Regions from separate parts of the Sus scrofa genome. Here all the other regions are linked to region 1. Evidence: chromatin contacts called from public HiChIP or PLAC-seq data. All regions are on one chromosome and are shown on one strand. The core of a region is the stretch at or near the end of the contact, and the rest is flanking DNA. Distances in the headings are between cores, read along the strand shown. Region 1 holds the start of MAP3K7 (mitogen-activated protein kinase kinase kinase 7). Region 2 holds the start of CASP8AP2 (CASP8-associated protein 2). Region 3 overlaps MDN1 (midasin).

Region 1 (4,689 bases), core at 60-2,559:
AGCCTTATTTAGTTGGCTATTCTTTAATTAATAAGCTCTCCTCCAGTGATATTCCGATCTCTATTTCCTTCACTCCGGTTTTCTGACTGTACATTTTTGGTCTCTTACTGAGACTAAGAATTTGACATTTGCCGGGTTTCATTCTTGATCTTTAAACTTTCATCTATAACTCCAATTTTCCCGGTTAGTCTTCATGTCAAACTGACTAATGTTTAACAGTAAAAAACTAAAAATTGTGTCGACAGCACAATATAGGCAATACTTTCCACCGTGGAGATATACTGACCAAGGTTCTACTAGCTTATCAGAATCTTAATTGTTTCACTCTTTCTGAGCCTATTTTCTCATGTCCTGAAATGGCAACAAAAACATTTAATCTCCAAGGCTCTTATTAACGATTATAAAACACAGTGTGCAGCACTCGACATGTACAATTAATACATCCATAAATTCAGATGAACGATAAATTATGCCAAATTATACTTATCTACCTTACCTAATATTAACTTCTGTTCGTGAGCCTATATAATGTTATTCGGGTTACATGCGCTGGCTCGCTGTGTATTTTCTTTACAATCTCTCAGAGCATAAGGGGTTGGCTCATAGTAACAGTAGCAACTGCTTCCTTCCAAACACACTGAGGGAATATATTTCCCAAGGCTTTTTATAGAGACAGTTCAGTATAGCTTGGGGGTGAAACGGACAATTAAGCTTCGTCACAAAAACTAAATCCAATACTACCCTCGTCCGTCTGCAGGTCTCAGACAAAAAAGAGCAGGGCCACAACATAGTTCATGAAGAATTGGAACCGAAGCTTTTATCTTTCCCGCTGGTTCCTGAAGGACCAACCACACTGATATTCCATCATGCTCCGCGCCACTTCCGTTCGCGCGTTCTGATTACGTCAACTCCTCAGCTCTCGCGGTATCAGCCGGTTTCTGAGGCCTGTTAACAAAAATCTCGCGAAATTTGTCCTAGAGGTCCAAGCTAGACTCTCACCCTCCCCCACTCCACCCCAACCTGTCCTTCTTTGCTCTGTCACCAAATTCTCCCCTCCCCTCCCTGGAGCTCACGGCCCTCCTCCGGTTCCCGATTTCAGGCCGGAACCGGAAGTTTGGTGGGCGGGGCCCGGCAGCGGAAAACGCAGCGGAGCCGGAGCCCGGACTCCGCTGTGGCCGCTGCCCCTGTCCCCGCCACGGATCGCCGTGGCTCCAGGTTGAAGGTCGGTCCGGAGGCGGGTGGGCGCGGGTCTCCCCCGGACTGTCCGGGCGGCAGCCTTCCCGGGCCCCCCGGGCTCCGCGAGGGATCATGTCTACAGCCTCTGCCGCTTCCTCCTCCTCTTCGTCTTCCGCCGGTGAGATGATCGAAGCCCCCTCCCAAGTCCTCAACTTTGAAGAGATCGACTACAAGGAGATCGAGGTGGAGGAGGTGAGCGAGGCCAGTCACTGAAGCGCTGGCCCGAGCCGGGGACCTCTTCTGCCTGGTCCCAGCTCTTAAGGCGCCTCCCTGACCCTTCTGTTTCGCGGGGTCCACCAGGAAGCCCCCACACCCCACAAAGATCGGGTGTAGAGCAGACTCCCTGCGTTTAGCTGCTCTGGGTTATCTCCCATTTTTCCTCCTTTCGGCACTCTTGTTTGGATTTGATATTCCGGTGCCTGGATTTGGTTCATCTCAAAGAGAAGGATGAACTGAGATCGTGAGATCTGGTGAGGTCTTGTGGTCCACCAGATCTCAAGTCTGTAAGTAGTAAATCAAAGACCATGGCCGTTTTGGAGTTTTAGTTCTCTAAGACAAAGTGTTCTTAAGAGCCAAGGATTGTATTATCTTCGACATCAAGTTCAGTGCCTAGTACGCAGTGAATGCTCAGTGTGTGTTTGGTAAATTAATACATCATCATGTCTAATGCAGTGTTTCCCCGAGTACCGGATGGTTCTGTTTCTCCGATTCTATAGAGCAGCCGTTGTAATATTAAATGTTATTCCATCAATTCGACTAATATAGATTAATTTCATCTTTAGTAATATAGACTGGTATATTATGAAAAAATATTTCAAGTAGATATTCTGAAGAAATAACTAATTTCGGTGACAGCCAGAATTATTTTAGAGCAAGGTAATAATATGCCTTTAATACACTGCCTCTTTTCAAATTCACAGAGATTGGTTGCAAGGACCATAAAATTTGGAAAAGTAAAATCTGTGTATGTATTTTAAAGACACATTTTAGAAAGTGTTAAAACTTTGGTTGAAAATTATATCTATTATTTACCATATATTTCATACTAAAAAATACCATATGGCAAAAAAAAAATTTACTAAGCACTTTGCATTACATAGGCCATAGAGAACTCTGTGTCCTAAAATTACAAACTCTCAAAGAGTTTTAATCTCTACTTTAAAAGTCCAAATTATTTTTAGGTAGTGGCAAGCTAAAAGTAGTTATCCTTCAACAAATACATTTTTGTATGTATGTTTTGGACAAATAATGGATTACTTAATCATAGTTTTTACTTGCATAAGATAATCTTAAAGATTACTGAAAAGAACCTCATTTTACAAGGTGGTATAAAATGGCCTTTGGAGTTAGATGAAGTGTGTAGTATATCAGCTATGTCACTTAATAGCTCTTTGATTGGAGCAGGTTTCCTGACCTTTTTGAGCTTTAGTTTCCTTAATTGTAAAATAGGGGTAATAATTTCTGTTTCATTTTATCTACATAACAGATCTTATTAGGCAACACATGCAAAGCACCCAGCACAGTGCCTGATACACATTACTGGGAAACTGAGTTTCACAGCAGAATAGTGACCTTCTTTAAGGTCACATTACTAAAAGAAGGACCCATATTTTGGAAAGGGGGTGGTGGGATTTGTGTGTGTTTTCTATTGAGGCTATGATAAAGTCCTTTTTCAGAATTGGATAGTTAATCCAGCTTTCATGGCTAACATTCTTTCTTTTTTAAGAATAAAAATTCAGTGAGTCAGTATAAAAGAATTGCAGTTTTTAAATAAGCATTTACGTCTACTCTGTGGCAAACTGCTATGCTTGTAGACTACAAATTGTTTTATAATAATAACTTTTACTTCATGGTCTACCAAATGTTCTTACAGACTTACATCATTTGGTTTTTACAACCTTAGTTTTCACACACTGCTTTCTAAAGCATTTTATATTCCTGGTTGTTACTAAATCGTCATTTATCATTTTGTGACTCTTCCCCCAGAAACATTTAACTTCTAATTGGGGTTCTGTTTCCAAAGATCTTTCCTCCAGTTTAGATGATGTTTTGACCTTTCTTTGTTATATTTAGGACAGTCCTGAGGAATAAAATTTTGTTTTTAGATGAAATTTTCTAATGTTAGGCAGTCATTTAATTTTGTCCTTTTCATTTTTTATTGCCCAGTTTATTTTCATATTAAAGTTTGAATTTAGACCTTTCTAATGTTAAAACCATTACATAATTCTCATCATATCCTTTATTTTCACATATTAAAATAATGTGTTATATAATCTAGGGTGCACCATGAGCACTCAATAAATATTTTTCAACTTAGATTCTACTTCTAGCTTAAAATCATGAATAAGAGAACTGAGAAAGATGACTAGAAACAAAAAGTATTTTACATTGCTTTCAATATTTTATATGGTACCAGTATATTGCCTATAAATAAAATCATATTCTGTTTCTCAAATAACAATGTAATTAATCAAATCAGCATTATATTGGTTCAGTTAGAAACTATGTAAGAAAAATACTCTAACTGCAGACCAAATATACAGTCATTTAGTAGATGCATATTTTTAAGGCATCAGCTGATTTTAATCCTTACATTTCTGATATCGTGACTCAGTAATATCATCATGGAACTTCCTAAATTCAGTTCTGATGTCAAATTATGTAATATCTCAGCATCAGAAACCTATGTAGGCACTTTTTTAAAAAGTCATTTAGCTTTTATCATTCTGGATCTGAGTGCAGAGAATGTTAGAATAAATTGTGAGGTATGTCCATTGAGGACAAGGTTGCCAGAAATGGTAAAGGCAGTGGGGTGTGGTAAAAAGTGTACTGGGCTGGGTATTTAGAAATCGTGGATGCCCTGTTGATTCTGCCATAATATATTTCAGTAACTTTGAGCAAGTCATCTCATTTTTCTGGGCCTCCAATTTCTCACGAAGAATGAAAGATTGAAAAGATCATTTAAAGTCTCTCCCAGTTCTAAAATGAAGACACGCTTATTGTTTCCAGTGTTTATGTTCTGTTTCCACAGAAAGCTTTAAGGACAGTAATCATGATCTTTTTCCGAATGCCATTTGTGACCAATTGATCCTTGTTATATTAGGGCAAATGATATATGCCATTTTACAGATATTGACAGATGGTCATAGAGTTTGATTTGCCAGAAGCCTCATGTCTATATAAATGGTAGAGCTGGAAATTGGATTTGAGATTTCTCATTCCTGAGTCCTTTGCTCTTCCCACTGGATTTATGTCACTTTGATTCTTTCTGAAGTACTCTATAGCCAAACCTTTTTGTAAGAATGGGGAAACAAAATACAGATTTCCTTTATAATTGTTGGTCTTGAGCATTTAATGAGCATTCTGTGTGCATAATACTGTTAGTGTACTTACTATGAAAGGTAAATAGAAGGATCCTAGTTTTTTTCTTTTAAAACTTTGTCTTACTGTGAG
Region 2 (4,590 bases), core at 1,217-3,716, 710 kb after region 1:
GAGCTGTGGTGTAGGTTGCAGACATGGCTCAGATCTGGCATTGGTGTGGCTGTGGCATAGGCCAGTGGCTACAGCTCCGATTCGACCCTAGCCTGGGAACCTCCCTATACCACAGGTGTAGCCCTAAAAAGATACACACACACACACCCACACACAAAAGACATGAAATTCCCATTGCGGCTGGGCAGAAACTGGCTAGTATTCATAAGGATGCAGGTTTGATCCCTGTGGCGTAGGTCACAGACTCAGACAGGATCTGGCATTGCTATGGCTGTGGTGTAGGCTAGCAGCTGTACCTCTGACACAACCCCTAGCCTGGGAACTTCCATATGCTGCACCTGTGGCCAAAAAAAAGACACAATTGCTATAGCATTCTTGAAATCACAACGACCAATGATTCTCTTGAAAGGAGAGGAAGAAGAGGAGGAAAAATCATGTATCAGAATCTCTTGAGAAAAGGACTTTTTCACACTTGCTCTCACCTTTCCCCAAATGAGGATCTCAATATACAATGAGAGTAGCTACAGACAAGAGTGTTGAACCTATGAAAAGTCTAGAGGCAAAATTTTTAAAGTTGAGAAACATGATTAAAGAAAAGAGCTGCATGCTTGTTCATAATCTTTTTTTTTTTTCTGTCTTTTTTTAGGGCCGCACCAACGGCACGTGGAGGTTCCCAGGCTAGGGGTCCAATCGGAGCTGTAGCCGCCCGCCCACGCCAGAGCCACAGCAACTCCAGATCCAGCCGCATCTGCGACTTACACTACAGCTCACAGCAATGCGGAATCTGTAACCCAGAGAGAGGCCAAGGATCCAACCGAAACCTCACGGTTCCTAGTCAGATTCGCTTCCACTGCGCCACGACGAGAACTCCTCCTTCATAATCTTTTGAGGAAGAATCCCAAAGGATTCGGATGTGTGAAAACTAAGCAGATGAGAGAAGGGTCATTGGGAGTTCCCGTCCTGGCGCAGTGGTTAACGAATCCGACTAGGAACCATGAGGTTGTGGGTTCGATCCCTGGCCTCACTCAGTGGGTTAAGGATCTGGCATTGCCGTGAGCTGTGGTGTAGGCCACAGATGTGGCTCGGATCCCTGCTGCTGTGGCGTAGGCCGGTGGCTACAGCTCCGATTAGACCCCTAGCCTGGGAACCTCCATATGCTGCGGGAGAGGCCCTAGAAAAAGCAAAAAGACAAAAAAAAAAAAAAAAAGATTCTGATATAAGTTTCCTTAAAAAAAAATTGAGGGAATGAAACGAACATTTGTATAGAAAAACAAAAACATTTGTAGAGTCAGGGAAGAGGGTATTTTTAGGTTCATGTGAAAGGCTTAATCTAATACAGTGAGATCCCTAAAGAGATGTAAGGGTAAAAGAATTAAAAAAGCCATATATATACTGTACATTATGTACCGATCTAATACTCTAAATACAATATTAATTTACTTTAAATCTTGACAAAAGTCCTACAAGGTACATACCATTATTTTTCCCAATTTACTGATGAGGAAACGGATAAGAAAAAAAGACTTGCCCCACGGTCAAACATCTGGTAAAAGGATAGGATCCCAGCTGTCTCTAAAGCATGATGACAAAATCAAGAATATCACATTAGAAAAAAGAGTGTAAATTTTTTTAAGGGACGAGCTCTTGTAAAATGGCAAGAAACGTATTAGATAATTGGGAATGGGAGGATTTTCTCCCAGAAGGCCTCTGTCCGCCCCCTAATCAAAGAGGGCTTAAGTGAGATGGGGGAAGGGTCTTGAAGAGAGGCAAAAGGTTTGGAGCTGGAGCTGTGGAGAATGGGAAAGACCAGGGAAGAGCTACCTTGACGCCTGAAGCACAAATCCTGAAACTCTGAGAATTCCATGTTCACATTTGATTTAGGGCCTATTATGTGTTAGGCATGGTTCTAGTGCTGTAGAGATTAAGATAAACAACTTTTCTGGGCGTAACTATCTCAGAAACAACCCGCATCAGTGATCACCAGACCCAGGGAAAACCATTCCTCCAAAGAACCCCAAAAGCTTTTAAAGAATACCTTCCCAGGAGAAGGTAACTGGGGGGAGGGGCAGGAAGCGAAGTCGAAAGGACAATTCCTACCTGCGCTCTCCCTCGCCCCCTCCCCCTTCCAGATCCTCTCGAGGGACCACAGAGGTATTGGGGGGCGAGCCCAGAAGCTACCTCCGAAGGCGGTGGGAACGCGGCTACCTGGGGGCCCCAGACAGCAGGCGCGCCCTCCCTCCACCAACTCCGCGCTCCCTTCGACTCCTTGCTTCCCGGATGCCGCCGGCCTCCGCTGGCCTCCACGCAGACCACTACTGTGCGATGCAACGTCTTCTCCAGCAGCTCGGGACAGAACCGACCCCTACATCAACTTACCCGCCCCGCCTGGCCCAAAGCGGCCGGGATCCTTTCTGGACACCAAGGTCTCCCTCTCATCTCCACCAATGCCAGGGCGCTATCAGCACGCGGAGGCGGGACAGAGCGACCATGGCCAATCAGATCAGACGCAAAGCACGTCCCGGCGCACATTACTAGTTCCCGCCTTTGGGAGGGATTAAAAAAAACACGATTGGCGCCAAACTCTCACAGTCTTCTAGGGAGTTTAAAGAAAAGGGGCGGGGCCTGAGCTGGCGGGCCGAAGGGGCGAGGTCTCACTACGGAAGGGGCAGGACCTTGGCTGAGGTAGGGGCGGGGTCCGGAAGAAGCCTTTTCACGACAGGAAAAGTAAGCTCTGAGAAGAGCCTGTCACTTATTTAGCTATTAATTCTATTGACTGTCAACCGCGTGCTAGGCTGGTGCTGGGCGCTGTCTCTATAACGATGAGCAAGCACTGTTTACTGAATGATGAGCAATTTATTTCAAGGAGTTAGGAGCTTCGAGGAGGGGATACCAGTCCAGTGGGGTGGGAGGGAGAGGAGTGCTTTTTTAGAGGTAAAAGACCTGAATTGTCTTTTAGTAAGCACCTGGGGGAATCTGAGGTGCGGGTAGGGTCTAGCCTCTGGAGGCGGAGCCTGCGCGATTGATTGGTGGGGAAATAAAGCCAAGCCAACTTCCGCCGCTACCTCATCTAGGGATGTGGTTTTGATTCCTAGTCTTTTACTTATGTTTGTCCATTTTAACAACTTGCAACTGGCATAACATAACAAGTTATATTTTTCAGAAAGGGTCCCGTTTGGGAAAATATGTTCTGGAAGAATACTGGTTTCCTAGATTCTCCTCCAACCACCTTTGCTTCTGAAGAGAAGTTAGCTAGCCAGAAGCATTCCAGGTAGTGGAAACTGAGAAAGGGTAGAAGGTGTGCAATCAGCAGGCATTCATAGTTGCTGGAGCATAAAGTGTGAGATGAGGCTGGAGAGGGAGTCAGAAGCCAGACCTTGAAGGGCCACATATATGTCATAGAGCCTGGAATTCACCTTTAGATGACGAGGTATGGGGGAACACCGAAGGATTTTTAAGTTTGGGGTGGTCATAATCTGATTTACATTAGTAAGATCTGTTGGCCTTGAGAAGGAGGGTTTTGAGATGGTATTGCAGGGACCCAGGCTAGATAAGAAGAGGACCTAAGGGAGATGGCAAGTAGACAAGGGGACTGATTTTAGAATATTTAGGAGGTAAAATTGACAAAACTTAGCAGTTGATTGAATCCTGTTTTTCAGTATGAGTGCTTAATGATAGAATTCATCAAAAAAATATTTGTTGGGGGTATTCCCATTATGGCTCAACTGTAACGAATCTGACAAGTATCTGTGAGGATGCAGGTTCTATCCCTGGCCTCTCTCAGTGGGTTAAGGATCCAGCGTTGCCATGAGCTGTGGTGTAGATCACAGAGGAGCCTCAAATCTGGCATGGCTGTGGCTGTGGCGTAGGCTGGCAGCTTCAGCTCTGATTTGAACCTTAGCCTGGGAAACTTCAATATGCCAAAGGTGCAGCCCTAAAAAGACAAAATATGTGTATGTGTGTATACACACACACCTATATATATATGTATATATATGTAGAGAGAGGGAGAGAATCCCTGGCCTTGCTTAGTGGGTTAAGGATCTGGCACTGCCATGAACTGTGGTGTGGGTCGAAGACTCAGCTCAGATCCCCAGTTGCTGCGGCTGTGGTGTAGGCCAGCAGCTGCAGCTTACATTCGACCCCTAGCCTGAGAACCTCCATATGCTGTGGGTGTGGCCCTAAAAAGACAAATATATATATATTTATTGAGGAGTTCCCTGGTGGCTCGGGGAGTTAAGGATCTGGCATTGTCTCTGCTGTGACACAGATCCCATCCCTGGCCCAGGAACTTCTTTATGCCCTGGGCAGAGCCAAAAACAAACAAACAAACATGGAGTTTCCTTGTGGTTCAGTGTTGTCACTGCTGTGGCTTTAATTACAGCTATGGCATGGGTTTGATCCTGGCCCAGGAACTTCTCCATGTCTCAGGCATGAGCAAAAAAAAGGAAAAAGGAGTTCCTGTCATGGCTCAGCAGTAATGAATCCGACTAGTATCCAAAGGACCTTTGACTTTGTAAGAGTGGCAAATTATGAGAAAGCAAATATATGGGAAAACAAATGGTAAATAAGGGCTATTTTTGGAAGTTCCCA
Region 3 (4,925 bases), core at 533-3,032, 730 kb after region 1:
AGGTCTAATCGGAGCTACAGCTGCCAGCCTATGTCACAGCCACGCCAGAGCCGAGCCGCATCTGTGACCTACACCATAGCCCACAGCAACACCAGATCCCCAACCCACCGATCCAGGCCAGGGATCGAAACTGCAACTTGATGGTTCCTAGTTGGATTGTTTCAGCTTTGCCACGATGGGAACTTCTAGAAGTGTCTCATATCCATTTCATTATTAGGCATCCTCAACAAAGAAAGTACACTAGCTTTATTGGAAGTATGATCTCTAGTCTGGTCTTTGGATGAAGGAATAAGAAATTGGGAGTCCTCACTGTAGCTTAGTGGAAACCAACACAACCAGTATCTATGAGGACTTGGGTTTGACCCTGGCCCTGCTCAGTGGGTTAAAGGATCTGGCATTCCCCTGAGCTGTGGTGTAGGTCACAGACAAAGAGGGTAGCTGGTTTTGCTCTGGCTGTAGTGTTGGCTGGCACCTATAGCTCCAGTTCAACCCCTAGCCCGGGAACTTCCATATGCTGCAGGTATGGCCCTAAAAAACAAAAATAAATAAATAAAAAAGAAAGAAAAGAAGAAATGAAGGCTTGGGGAAAACTATAATATGTGTGAGTTTTTCTAAAAGAGAAGGAACAAAAAAATGAGCCCAGTTTGGTGGAACTAGATAGAATGTACAACAGAGTTTAAGTTCACCATCATACATGGTAATCAGGAACCTATGCTCTACGTTGTTTGAAGATTGGGACTGTGGCCTCACTGGGTGCTTTAATTGCCTATTTGTACTTGAGTGTGGCACTGTTTGACAAGATGTGCTGACTATTCTCTACTTATCCTATAGGATTGATGTGTGAGTAACTTGAACTTCATTTCTCTCAAGTCTTTGTGGTGGAATGCTTATGGATTCTGTTTGAAAAATCATTAACATGATGGATTAGTTACTTCTGGTTTCCCATTTGCTTCAAATTTTATGGCCTTTTTTTTTTCCGTTTTTTGTCTTTTTAGGGCCATACCCTTGGCATATGGAGGTTCCCAGGCTAGGGGTCTAATCGGAGCTGTAGCCACAAGCCTACGCTACAGCCACAGCAACAACAGGATCTGAGCCATGTCTGTGACCTACACTGCAACTTCATGGTTCCTAGTGGGATTCATTAGCCACTGAGCCACGATGGGAACTCCAATATACCGTAATATATTTAGATAGGATGCAGTCATTCAAATCAATAGATAAATGTAGGAATTCCTTTTTTTTTTTTTTTTTTTTTTTTTTCAGTCTTCCTAGGGCAGCACTTGTGGTACATGGACGTTCCCAGGCTAAGGGTCAGAATGGAGCTGCGCCTGCTGGCCTATGCCACAACCACAGCAGTGCCAGATCCAAGCCATGTCTGTGACCTACACCACAGCTCACAGCAACGCCAGAACCTTAACCCACTGAGCGAGTCCAGGGATTGAACCTGCATCTTCGCATCTTCATGGGTTTTAATTGGGATTGTTAGCACTGAGCCACAATGGGAACTTCATCAATGATGGCAGATCTTGTGATGGCTGCCTTTCATTAATGATGAGAACTACTGCAGCAGCTTCTCTTGTATTTTATTGACTCTGTCTCCACTCAGCCGTTAGGTGTTACTCCCATTTTACAGATGAGGAAACTGAGGCTCAGAGATGTTAAATAATGCCAAAGGTCCTTTTGCTAGAAAGTGGTAGAGTTGGAATTCAGTATTCGGTTGACTGCCTCCAAAGCCCATGCTTCCTTTTTTCTAGTTTGTCATGCTGCCCACTCATCCTGGCTGAGCCATTCATGTATTTGCTGACTGACTTAAAAAAACTTGACCTGAACAGCATGCTATAGCTAAGGATTATTTATACTCCCAAGAGGGAAAGAATACAGCAGTCCCCCTTTATCCATGGTTTCGTTTCCTGTGGTTGCAATTAACTGAAGTCTGCTATGTCCAAAAAATTAAATGGAAAATTCTGGAAATAAACATATAAGTTTTAGATTGCCTGCTGTTCTGAGTAGTGCGATGAAGCCTTGTGCCATCCTGCCCGGGATATGAGTCATCTCTCTCTCTGGTGTATCCACTCTGTATTGCTACCCACCTCTTAGTCACTTAGTGGTCATTGGAGTTGCAATATTGCAATGCTTGTTGACAAGTAACCTTTATTTTACTTAGTAATGACTCCCAAGTGCAAGAGTAGTGATGCTGGCAATTCAGATATTCTGTGTATTTATAAATTAAACTTTATCATAAGCAGGTATGTATAGGAAAAAAGTGTATATAGGGTTCGGTACTATCAGTGGTTACAGGCATCCACTGAAGATCTTCAAACACATTTTCTGTGGGTAAGGGGGGACTTAATATAGTTCATTTGGGCTGTACTGGGTTAATTTCTTGGCTTCAGTTTTGCATTTGCTGCCAGTTTGTCCTGGACATGTGGATCCACATCATTGATGTCTTTGATTGGAAAGAGCAATAATGGGTAGGCATAGTTTCTGTCTTTGTGGTCAGTAGAAGGTAAAGTGCTGTGGTAGGGCATGTTCCATGTGTGGGGGGTCTTGTGTATATGGCCAGTCATGCTGAAATCAGGCTGGCATAGAACGAGGGACCAAAAGTTGTTATGCTCTAGAGTTCTCTAATGGCACAGCGGGTTAAGGATCCTATGTCGTCACTGCAGTTCCATCCCTGGCCTAGGAACTTCCACATGCCAAGGATGTGGCGAAAAAAAAGTAGTTTTGCTTTTTTACACCTCTGCTTCAAAACTGTGTTCAGGAATGCTATAAAGGTGACACTCTTTAATTTTAGACTCTTCCCCCAGAATTATTATTATTTTGCTTTTTAGGGCTGCACTCACGTGGCATATGGAGGTTCTCAGGCTAGGGGTCCAGTCGGAGCTACAGCTGCCAGACTACACCACAGCCACAGCAACACGGGATCCAAACTGCGTATGCAACCTACGCCATAGCTCACGGCAACACTGGATCCTTAACCCACTGAGTGAGGCCAGGGATCGAACCCGCAACCTAATTGTTCCTAGTCGGATTTGTGTCCACTGCGCCATGACGGGAACTTCTGCCCCCAGGAGTTACTATTTTTGGCCTCACATATAGCATGTGGAAGTTTCTGGGCCAAGGATCAAATCCGTGCCATAGTGGATCACAACACCGGATCTTTAACCCACTGTGCCACCAGGGAACTCCTTCCTTATTCTGACAGCATCCTTCTGAGGAAAAGAACATTCTCTTTTCTTTAAATTACGGAAGTAATATATTTAAATAAAACTTAACAATACAGAATTGTAAAAAACAGAAGTCCTCTCCACCCTGAAATCCTACTCCAGAGATAACTGCTGTTAGTAGTTTGGTTCATTTCCTTCCGTATTTCTTTTGTGTTTTTGCTTTTTTAGGGCCATACTCATGGCACATGGAAGTTCCAGGCTAGGGGTCGAACTGGAGCTACAGCTTCTAGCCTATACCACAGCCATATGGGACCTGAGCCGTGTCTGCAACCTGTGCCACAGCCTGTGGCAGTGCTGGATCCCCGACCCACTGATCGAGGCCAGGGACCAGACCCACATCCTAATGGATACTAGTTGGCCAAATCTCTCTTCTTTTTCTCTTACACCCACCAGAGAGTCTGCACACTAATATATTTATATGCATATATTTAAAAAATAGCTTTATTGAGATATAGTTCATAAGTATACAATTCGGTGGTTTTTTAATATATTCACAGATATGCAACCATCACTACTGCAAATTTTAGAACACTTGTGTACATACTTTTGAAATAAAGTTTGGAGTTTCGTGGTGGCTCAGCAGGTTAAGGATCCGGTGTTGTCACTGCTGTGGCTCTGGTTACAGCTGTGGCGAACATTTGATCCATAACCCAGGATCTTTTGCATGCCATGGATGGGGCCAAAAATTTTACATATTATAATTTTTAACTTGTGTCTTGTTTTTTAGATTTAGTCACATGTGGATGTCTTTGTGTGTAAGTAAATAAAGTTATTTTAATAGTTGTATAGGAGTTTCTGTTGTGGCTCAGCAGGTTAAGAATCCGACTAATATCCACGACAATGCAGGTTTGATCCCTGGCCTTGCTCAATGGGTTAAGGATCCAGCATTGCTGCAGTCTATAGTGTAAGTTGCAGATGCGACTTAGATCTGGTGTTTCTGTGGTATAGACTGGCAGCTGCAGCTCTGATTCGACCCCTAGCCTGGGAACTCCCATATGCTGCAAGTGCAGCTCCCAAAAGAAAAACAAAATATTTGAATAGTATTTTATACTTATCCCTTTCTGAGGCAATTAGGTTTTTTTGTTTTTTGTTTTTTTTTTTAATTTTGGATGTACAACATGACATTGAACATCCTTGGGCATGAAAATTTGTTTGCAGTGGGAATTAGAAATGCAGATTTTGGAACTCAATGGTGGTGTTTTAGTAATGATATATATTTATACAAGCCTTATAGTGTTTATGTACATAGATACGTTTTGTCTTTTTGATCTTTACTGTGACACATTCAGGCGTGATTAGTCCCATTTCAAATCTTTGGAGGGGTTAACTAAGTTGTTCTAAGTGTCAGAGCCAGAACTAGACCACAGGTCTTATTTTTCTTCTTCTTTTTTTTTTTTTTCTGGCCGCACCTATGGTATGTGGAAGTTCCCAGGCTAGGAATTAAACCTGGGCCACTGCAGTGACAATGCTGGATCTTTAACCTGCTGAGCCACAAGGAAGCTCCTACAGGTCTTACTTTTAGATGCTCAAAGGAGTGTGATGAGTTGCCCAAATAAGTGGCTCATCCAAGGTAGATGTTTAACTGGATGGTATTCCTTGCATTTTAGACCTTATGGCTCCTTGTCTTACTCCAAGAAAGAGACCATTCTCCTTAGTCTTCAAATATTCTTTTTTTTTTTTTTTTTTTAATTGTCTTTT

What was found. HiChIP or PLAC-seq counts read pairs in DNA pulled down with a chosen protein or histone mark.
Region 2: a contact with region 1 is called in an H3K27ac HiChIP or PLAC-seq map of alveolar macrophages. The contact joins the promoter of CASP8AP2 here to the promoter of MAP3K7 in region 1. A contact is called at or near these places in 2 of 5 promoter capture datasets (fetal liver and liver), 12 of 47 Hi-C or Micro-C datasets (alveolar macrophages, blood, heart right ventricle and 5 more) and 1 of 2 datasets of contacts at active chromatin or transcription factors (alveolar macrophages).
Region 3: a contact with region 1 is called in an H3K27ac HiChIP or PLAC-seq map of alveolar macrophages. The contact joins the enhancer-like site here to the promoter of MAP3K7 in region 1. A contact is called at or near these places in 1 of 5 promoter capture datasets (liver), 10 of 47 Hi-C or Micro-C datasets (alveolar macrophages, blood, liver and 4 more) and 1 of 2 datasets of contacts at active chromatin or transcription factors (alveolar macrophages).

The regions. Positions count from the first base shown.
Region 1 is chr1:58,544,295-58,548,983 of Sscrofa11.1, reverse strand. It overlaps MAP3K7 (mitogen-activated protein kinase kinase kinase 7), which reads left to right and starts at 1,309. Exons shown (of 17, transcript NM_001114280.1): 1 at 1,309-1,428. The coding sequence starts at 1,309.
Region 2 is chr1:57,832,127-57,836,716 of Sscrofa11.1, reverse strand. CASP8AP2 (CASP8-associated protein 2) reads right to left here and starts at 2,466. Exons shown (of 11, transcript XM_005659298.3): 1 at 2,377-2,466.
Region 3 is chr1:57,814,153-57,819,077 of Sscrofa11.1, reverse strand. The region is part of intron 2 of MDN1 (midasin); the gene reads left to right. Among named protein-coding and RNA genes, the nearest start is that of MDN1, 9.7 kb to the left of the region's middle. Within about 2 kb of position 1,782, at least 8 of the 83 cell types and tissues checked have an H3K27ac peak or open chromatin away from gene starts, as enhancers often do. A contact at or near this core is called in alveolar macrophages, where this site is marked.